Regions from separate parts of the Zea mays genome. Here region 1 is linked to region 2. A link is a contact called in public Hi-C data. All regions are on one chromosome and are shown on one strand. The core of a region is the stretch at or near the end of the contact, and the rest is flanking DNA. Distances in the headings are between cores, read along the strand shown. Region 1 holds the start of LOC100282445 (acetylglucosaminyltransferase/ transferase, transferring glycosyl groups). Region 2 holds the start of LOC100285161.

Region 1 (4,512 bases), core at 51-2,550, 230 kb before region 2:
GCACAGCACAGAACCAGCAAAGAACAAACAAAAACCTAATGTCGCAACTACATGCACAAACGCAGAAAGCTAAAGTCAACAACGAGCACGAGGTTAGCAAAGACCATATAAACTAGGAACTAGAAAACCCAAAGCATTTAAGATATCACAATGCCCAACTGAACTAAAGAGGCTTAGGTTACAATAGCACTCTAACACCACATTGTAATGTTCCCAGAAAAGGCCGTAGCTTTTCCTGTCTATCCAAAGGGATTAATAACAGTCCAATATTCTGCCCCAAATTCGGTGCAAAGCCTAAACGTCTGGCAGCACGAGACCGCGTGATGGAATCAAGAAAGCAGAAAACACACAACTAAGCTCATCCAAAGACATGCCTGAAACACACGCGATTCGGCCACGTCGCGAGATTCTGGCACCCAAAAGGCGTGACGAATTCGGACTCCCCAGCGGCACGGGCAACACGAAATCCACCCCGTCACCCATACCAGGGCTTCAGGGCAGATCAACGACAACGCACGAGCATGGAACAGCAACGGCCTGAAAGCGCAGAGCCGCCCCAGTATCCAACCACAACCAACATCCTATCGAAAGCCCGAAACTTCGCGTGACGCGTAACGGCGCGGATGGCACGCCAAATCGTGGCAGGCGGGGACACGAGCGCGCGGCCGGGCCGAATGCGCCACGCGCCCACGGCAGAGAAGCGTCTCGGCGGGCCAAAGAACCTACCCCCTCGCCACGCGACGCAGATCTGACCGGGGAAGGAAAGGGGAAAGCGGGTGAACGGGGCGAGAGGGGGAGGGGGGGCGCTCACCTCGCCGCACACGCTGTCGCAGATGCCGTCGGTCTTCTTGTACCCGTACTGCCCCACCTCCGGCATCACCGCGCCCCGCACGGCAGGTCGGCCACCGCCGGAGCAAACGAATCCGAAAACGAGACGGCTGACGGCAGGGCGGTGAGGGGGAGCGGAGGGTGCCCGCAAAAAGAAAATCCCCCCGAGAAGAACCAGCCGCGCGCGAGCAGCAGCTCGAATGGCGCGGCTGTGGAGCCGGGCGCTACGTTCCCGGCGGGTGATCGCCGGGGCGGAGCTCCAGCGGTTGGGCGCTTTTGCTGTCCGGTCCTCGGGGCCGCAGGTTATTTGCAGCTCCCCGTGGTAGCTGGGGCCGGGGTGGCAAGGCAAGGGCGCTGGAGTCGAGGACTTGGCGGTGATTGGCTCGAAACCGCGGGGTCGCCGCCGCAAGAGCGAGAGAGGGGCGTTTCCTTTGGAACCGCCTAATTATAGCCGTTTGGGTGGTGCGGTGCGGTGCGGTGGTGCCTGGTGCGGCGGCCGGCGGCCCCTCATATCCATCGCCCGGGCCGGCGCTTGCGATTGTGAGATGTACGATTTTGTCCTCACGCTTGTCGCTGCGGCCCCCAATTCGTAGGATATGTGTATATGGCCACATAAAAACTCCTTTTGTTTTTTAGACTATACAGTTTACATAATGACGTTTAAAATAAATATATGTACTCTGAAAATAGTCTGAGCCTTTTCGAATGCATGGGTGGTAATTGTTAGCTATATAAAAATTGCTAATTGATTTAACTGGTTAACTAGTAATTCGATAAATATTACTTGATTTTAGTTGGATTGAACTAGCTAAGATCGTGCTCAATAAATCGTGCATATGTCCGTGCAAAACACTATTTTAACACTACACAATTTACAAGGTGGAATTTAAAATATATGATAGGATAGGGAGTCGGCTATAGATAGTAAGCTAAATTATTAGCAGATGGCTTTTAGATGTGTACCGCTGAACAATTAACTGGTTGTTGATATCTCTAGCTAGTTTTAACAACTATTATCATTAGTGTATTAGCCTTGGACCTCGGCTACGCATCTATCGTTAACACCGCTTTATGTGATTGGGCGATTGTAATAGCCAGATTTATTTATAGATATAATTATGTCACTAGTTCCAAAGGAAAGTTTTATGGAATAGATGAAAATCTGTTATTATCACACCAGTTGTCACTGCTCATATCGGTAGTAATGTATCACGATCCAAATATTATAACATCAACTAAGTTCATCATACAACATAGGTACATGCTCGTGCGTTGTCACGAGGCGGAGGAGCATGGGGAACGATGCCTAGGCTGCAAATATAATTATTGTTTATTTCAAAATACTAAGATACATATGGTCTCTTGGTTAGCTCTAAATTTCTAGAGCATAAGGGCGTGAATTTGAGGGCTCGCTTTACACTATTTTTTGCGGACGCTGGTCGTGGGAAGGATGAAGTCGTAGTAGCAGCCCATATTAGGTTCTTACTAGAAAAAAATAGATAGATAGATTAAGTATAGATATATATAAATAATTTATCTAGAAACAAATCAATTTCTATCAATTTTAGAAGGTTAAATGGTCCACCAAAAAATTATTTTTCTCAAATTCTCCTAGCATTTAGTGCACCCTCTTAATCCATTGTCTGCACCCCTTTTAATCATTGTTGAGTTTCTGTGGTTAGAAGTGTGTAGTAAATATTATAACGTGCTTTTAGAACCATCTTCAGTTGATGAATACTTCAGTCGAGTAAAAGTAGTATGATCTTTTCTCTGTCATACTAATATATTCTAAAATTAAAAATGAAATACTAAAGCAAAATGGCATTTTAAAGAAAGAACAAGATTACAACATATTAACTCAAGATAACTTGGTGATCTGATACTTGCAGATAAGGAAGAAATGAATCTCAACATGAGCACTCCGATCAAACGATGTTCTTTTACTGCAATGAAGGTTCGACATTGTTCACAACCATTACCATCCAAACCCAAGCAACCGAAACCTATTTTAGGCTTACTGCTCCAATTATATACAGACAAAACCGGACAATACCAAGCTGGAGACGTCACAAATCGACTGCTTCAAACAATGGACATGGGAGACACCCCAAATTAAGAGGAAGAAGAAAAGAAAGTCCAGAAACAACAGCCATACAGGTCATAAGTCTAATAACATTGGTGACCTCAAATCTCCAACAAAATAACAAATTAGCAACGAACTGGCACTACCAAACCTGAGTAGCTCACTGCATCCGCCATACATGGACAATGTCATTGCCATCATCGACCTGCTTCAACTCCCTAGATTGAGCGCCCAGGGTTCATTGCTGAGGATCCGTGCTCTTCTAAGCCTCCTCCAACGGCAAGGGCATCGCGGCTGAGATCTGGAGATGGGGGTTGATGGCTGGTCGGGCTAGGGGACACGAGGGCTCCTCCACAACCGGCCACACTACAACTGCGCGGCTAGACGGTGAGGCGGGGGCATGGCGGCTGGGGCAGCTGTAACATACGAGTGATGCATCTAGCATGGCGGTCGGGAATGGAGAACACTAATGGTAGGCGCTGATGGAGGCCGGGATTGGAGATCATGGATTCGAGGCAGGGCATGGCCTGTAGCGGCAACCGAGAACAGGCTTCCCCAAGATTGGAGAACGATATGGTAGGCGCTGGTGGCAGGCGCTGATGGCGGTCGGGATTGGAGATCTTGGATCCGAGGCAGGGCATGGCCTGTAGCGGCAACCGAGAACGGGCTTCCCTAGGATTGGAGAAAAATTATGGTAGGCGTTGGCGGGGGCGCTGATGGCAGCCGAGATTGGAGGCGCTGGCGGCGGGCGGGATTGGAGATCCCGGATTCGAGGTGGAGGCGAGGTGTTGGTGGATGACATCCGCATGATTGCTCTGCGGGGGAGGCGAGATGTGGCGATGGGGCCAGTATGCCAGTGATAGGGAGGCAGAGGCATGGACGCGCTGGGCGCCCACAGTCCATGCTTAATTAGTAGTAGAGATTGAAAGGGAAATAGGCTCACACCTTTTCCTAAATGATTTTGGTGGTTGAATTGCCCAATACAAGAGCTAGTGCATTCAATACAATACACAAATAGAGTGAATCAAAATCTCTCCAAGTCCCAATTCCACTCAAAGCATTAGTGACTAGAAGAGAGAGTTTTGTTGTGTTCTTTTGAGCTCTTGTGCTTGGATCGCTTTTCTTCTTCCTCTATTCTTGCTTCCAAGTTCTTTTTAATCAAAGCAAGAGACACCAATTGTGTGGTGGTCCTTGCGGGGACTAAGTGTCCCAATTGATTGAGAAGAGAAGCTCACTCGGTCTAGGTGATCGTTTGAGAGAGGGAAAGGGTTGAAAGAGACCCAGTCTTTGTGACCACCTCAACGGGGAGTAGGTTTGCAAGAACCGAACCTCAGTAAAACAAATCACCGTGTCATCCGCTCTTATTCGCTTGTGATTTGTTTTGCGCCCTCTCTTTCGGACTCGATTATATTTCTAACGCTAACCCTGGCTTGTAGTTGTGCTTAAACTTTATAAATTTCAGATTTGCCTATTCACCCCCCCCCCCCTCTAGGCGACTTTCAATTGGTATCAAAGCCCGGTACTTCATTATGAGCCTAACCGCTCGAAGTGATGTCGGGAGCTCATGCCAAGAACGAGATGGTGAATGACGAGAAGCCCAC
Region 2 (4,696 bases), core at 1,677-4,176:
GCAAAATATATTTGTATACTATTATTAGCAAGATGTCGAAGATATTTATGTGCTACATTTTTACTATAGAGGAGTGAGACAAAGAGTGTCATGTAAGTTACAGAGTAGAAACAAATTCTACTAATGTATAAAACCATTTCTCATCCTCCACCCCATGAATTTGAGATAGACTTATATATGAACTTTGGAAAGTGGTGGAATGTCGAATTCCAAACTAAATAAGTTACTTTATTGAGTGAATTTCAATTCCTCTAAAATGAAGGGATCCAAACGCCCGTAAAGAATTTTACCTCATGATTTGATAAGTTTAAGAACCAAATGACACGTAACACACCTTGATAAGTGTAAGGGCCAAATTAACACACTTTAAGACTAAAAAGACGTGGTTGAGAGTACAAGAACCAGCATAAATTAATTTGACAAGATTAAAGACCAAAATAATGTACTTTATGAGCGCGAGGACTTGCATGACACATCTATCGAGTTTAAAGACTGAGTATATATTTTACTCTAAGAAATATGTTCGTTGGAATGGTATTGTACATGCTCTAGACTCCGGTGGTGGTGGACATTTTCCAATGCTCATTGTGACGATTGTGACGGCAGCCACTCGAACGTGGAACATCTCCAGTGTTGATTTTATCTGTAACGTCTGCATTATTTCATTTTAGTTTTATTTCGAGCACACTCATTTAATTCCGACAAAGTTTTCTGAAAAAAATATATTAGCATCTATTGCACTAATAAATCATATTTTACGGAGAACATATAAAATTATTTTGATGTCCTATATACTGATCTATTTTTGTATACATGTGATCAGAATTTAAAAGATATGACTTAAGATAAATGAAAGTAAACTAGTATAATTTCAAATAGGAGTATTCACTAATGTTCGGTGCTTATTACTCTCCTCTTTATGGGTACTGGCCATTTCGATGTAGAGATTTCTACACTGTACCTTAAGCTGATATGCATTGCTGAATTGTGGTGCTGTTTTTTTATTTCTAATCGCCAAACTATCTAGTGAGAGCATATTTAATGAGACATGCTCAAATTCAACCGTAGCAAAGTTCATCTTGGTTTAAGGCTGATCTCATCTTATGTTCTTGGGACAAACTAAGACATATATGCTTAACAAACATGTTAATACCCGTCATTAGTTTTACCACCCAACTACTCAAATCATAATTATACTCTATTGGTTTGATTTGGTTGTCTGCACCATCATATCCTAGACCACCATGTATCCGTGTGCGTTGACTCTATCTAAGATTTTATTTGGATGCTTACACGTGGGACACACCACCTGTCTACGTGGATGCAAAAACAATAACATTTTGAGGCCATTTATTGCATCTGCTCGTACGCCCATAATAGGCGTATCCCGCCCTCCGGTCAGGCTCGTGAGCCTGGCTTCGCGCACGCTGGATATAAGAGTCATTTTTTCTACAACAAACAATGTATATTATATAAAACAGGAAGCTTCATCTTTGCCCACAACAAATCAAACTCTATTTTTTAGATAATGGGAAAAACTACCCGACCTTTGCCTCCATAGAAGCTACAACTGCATATTATAAAACAAGATAGAAAAAACTGCCATGTCACACGTCACTAGACCAGATACCAACAACACGAATTAAGAAATCTAACTACGAATCCTATAATAGATCCCCATCTATAATGTCGGAGAAGCTGCATCACGAACACCTCCATGTTTCTGCATGCAGTCTTCAACAAATCGAACTCTATATTAGATGCTCTATGTGTCTCGTTAATTCAGTTACTCATGTGTATGGTCGGGATCTACCATTTGACAACAATGCATTTACAATGACCTAGAGATAATGGCCTTGGGTTGTAGGGCCGTAAGACGAAGTGTGGTGACCTGTACCATCTCACCCAAAACGTCGAGACGTTCATAAGGCGAGCTGAGGCAACACCATAGCAACATGTGGAGACATTGACAATTTTGCCATTATCATTTGTGGGCTTCGTCAATATGTCATCGGACTTACAAATCATAGACACAGATGGTCCCATCAGTCATAGACACAAGATGACATAATAACAGGAAGCCAAAATTAAGAGTGAAAAAATTACAAATTTCTCCAACATGTGAAGCAGCAAAATAGCAACAAGATGATGAAATGAAAAACAGGAATAAGATGAAGGAAGAAAGCATGATTCGGCCCACAACCAGCTCATACTACTCTGTCCTCGTCACTACGTCACAACGATGCCGTCTCTCTATCCTCCCTTATCCATCCGCAATGCAACCATTGTTCTCTCTCTTCCCTCTCTCACGCCGCTCCCTCCGGTTCCTTTTAGAAGTCGTTTCAGACAACATCTCACATACCAAGACATGATTAATTTGGAGCCTAGTTTCCAACCGTACCCTTATTAAATGTTGTTCATTTTCCTTCCTAGCAGGCTCCCACTTTCAACCAGACAGACGACTTTCTTTTTTTGGTTGCGCACTCTTTTTTTTAATAACTACGAAGTTATGAAGTTATTTTTTTACACTAAAAAGTTAAAAAAAACTTGTAATTTGGAACAAATGAACTGATTTATTTATATCTGGAAGGTTTCATTCGGATTAGAGAAGGGCAACTAGCCGTGCGAAAACTTCCATCCCGGCCCAACTTAACTGAAGCTTAAAGGGCCTTAAGGCCCATGCCACGGGACCAACTTACACACGTGGCCCTACGGAGACATAGAAATCATCGTCGTCCTTGCGCGCCGCCACTGCCCACCGCAGGCCGCAAGTCTTGCGGCTCCTGCCCGGCCCAGCCCGGCCATTGCTCTTTCCCAGTTCCGACCGCCCGAGCCCGAAGCCAGACCACGCCTTAAACCCCGTCAATCCGAGATCCGACGGCCCAGATCTTTCGTCTCTGCCTCTCCCCGTCTGACCCCATCTTCCCGTCCCCCCGCCATGTCGCCGCCGGCTGCCGGCGCGGCCGCCAACTCCGGCGACGGGACGCCTCCGTCGCCGCGCGAGCTCTACACCATCCCGGCATCATCCGGTAAGAATTCTCTCTCGGCGCGCCCTTCTTCCCCGCGTGCTCCTACTAGGGTTACCCCCGCTGAGCCGGCCGCCTGACTGAATTCCTTGTCTGCTTCCGCCACCCCACAGGTTGGTTCCGGTGGGACGGGATCCACGAGACGGAGCGGCGGGCGCTGCCGGAGTTCTTCGGAGGGGCAGGCGGCGCTGGGTTCGGGACGGCGACGCGGAACCCGCGGATCTACCGCGAGTACCGCGACTTCATCATCGCCAAATACCGGGAGGACCCGGCGCGCCGCCTCACTTTCACCGAGGTCCGCAGGGCGCTTGTCGGGGACGTCACGCTCCTCCGGAAGCTCTTTGCCTTCCTCGACTCCTCCGGCCTCATCAACTTCTCGGCCTCCTCGTCCTCGGTCCCCGCGTCGCGGCAGCAGGAGGTGGGGGTCGTCGTGGAGGCGCCCGTGGGTCTGCAGGTGACGCCGCGTCCTCCAGCGTCCTACTTCGCCGAAGAGAAGCGTGTAGCGGCGGGCGGGGAGAAGGAGAACGAATTCCGGTTGCCGCCGCTGACCTCCTACAGTGATGTGTTCGGGGAATGGGCACCTGGGAAGGCGCCTATATGCGGTTTTTGCGGTGAGGAGTGCAATGGTGCGGATGTTGAGACGCTGCAGGTACTATGAAAGCTCCAAAAAAGGTTTTCCCCCCATGACATTGTTGTTTTTTCAGTAGTTTTGGGTTTAGGACTATGTAGTGGTGCTAAAACCTAAAAGGTAGAATGTGGAATATGCAGTGCCTAAAAGCTACAGCTCAAATGAAAGCAAGTCATAGTATCTAGGGTATATGTTCATGGACATTTCCAGCATGCTTGAGAAATACTGCAAACTTGTGTAGGTCGTTTTGAACTGATATATCCATTTTTGTCAAAACAGGTAACATAGAGTAAGCTCCAAGAAAATGAAAGATGGGGCAAATAATAACTGGTGCTACTGTAGTACTGTATATTACTCCCTCCGTTCTTTTTTATTTGTCGCGTTTTAGTTAAAAAATGAACTGACGGTGGACAAATATTCGAGAACAGAGGTAGTATTAAGGGGGTGTTTGGTTTCTAGGGACTAATTTTTAGTCCTTTTTAGTCCCTAAATTACTCTTTTAGTCCCTGTGTTTGGCAATTTGGGGGACTAAAGAGACTAAAATAGAGGGACTGAAAATTAGTCCCTGAAAACCAAACATCCCCTAAGAGCATCTCCAAGGACTCTTTATTTTTGACTCTCTATTTACCTCTTTATAAAGATTAAACTCTATATGTAGTATCTCATTCTAACAGACTCTCCAACATGCAAGTTTGTTTGGATAGCCGAAGTGGCTAGCCAAGTTTGGATAGTGAGGCGGATATCTTGGCGAGTTGAATGGCTAGTCTGTTTGAGTTATTTTGCTATTAAGTAGCCAAAATTTGGTTTGATGAGTCATTTAGCTAGTCTCTTGGAAATGTTTGCTATGTAAATGTCTAGTCCCTAGGATTAGAGTATTTTGAAACTTAAAATTTTCATTTGGTAACATTCGAGAATTCACTCATTAGTATGTTCTGTAGATAATAATTGCCATGGGAGATGAAAAACATATATTTTCCTTTGGACCAGATGACAAGGTGAGGTTGGTAGATCCGTAGATGATAAAATGGACCCCTCTTCTCTG

The links. A called contact is a pair of places that touch in the nucleus more often than the background predicts.
Region 1: a Hi-C map of leaf mesophyll shows a contact between it and region 2, with 8 times the contacts expected there. The contact joins the promoter of LOC100282445 here to the promoter of LOC100285161 in region 2. A contact is called at or near these places in 3 of 25 Hi-C or Micro-C datasets (ear, leaf mesophyll and tassel).

What each region holds. Positions count from the first base shown.
Region 1 is chr2:38,993,642-38,998,153 of Zm-B73-REFERENCE-NAM-5.0, reverse strand. It overlaps LOC100282445 (acetylglucosaminyltransferase/ transferase, transferring glycosyl groups), which reads right to left and starts at 1,300. Exons shown (of 2, transcript NM_001176244.1): 1 at 812-1,300. The coding sequence starts at 877.
Region 2 is chr2:38,765,119-38,769,814 of Zm-B73-REFERENCE-NAM-5.0, reverse strand. LOC100285161 reads left to right here and starts at 2,926. Exons shown (of 7, transcript NM_001370702.1): 1 at 2,926-3,029; 2 at 3,140-3,675. The coding sequence starts at 2,939.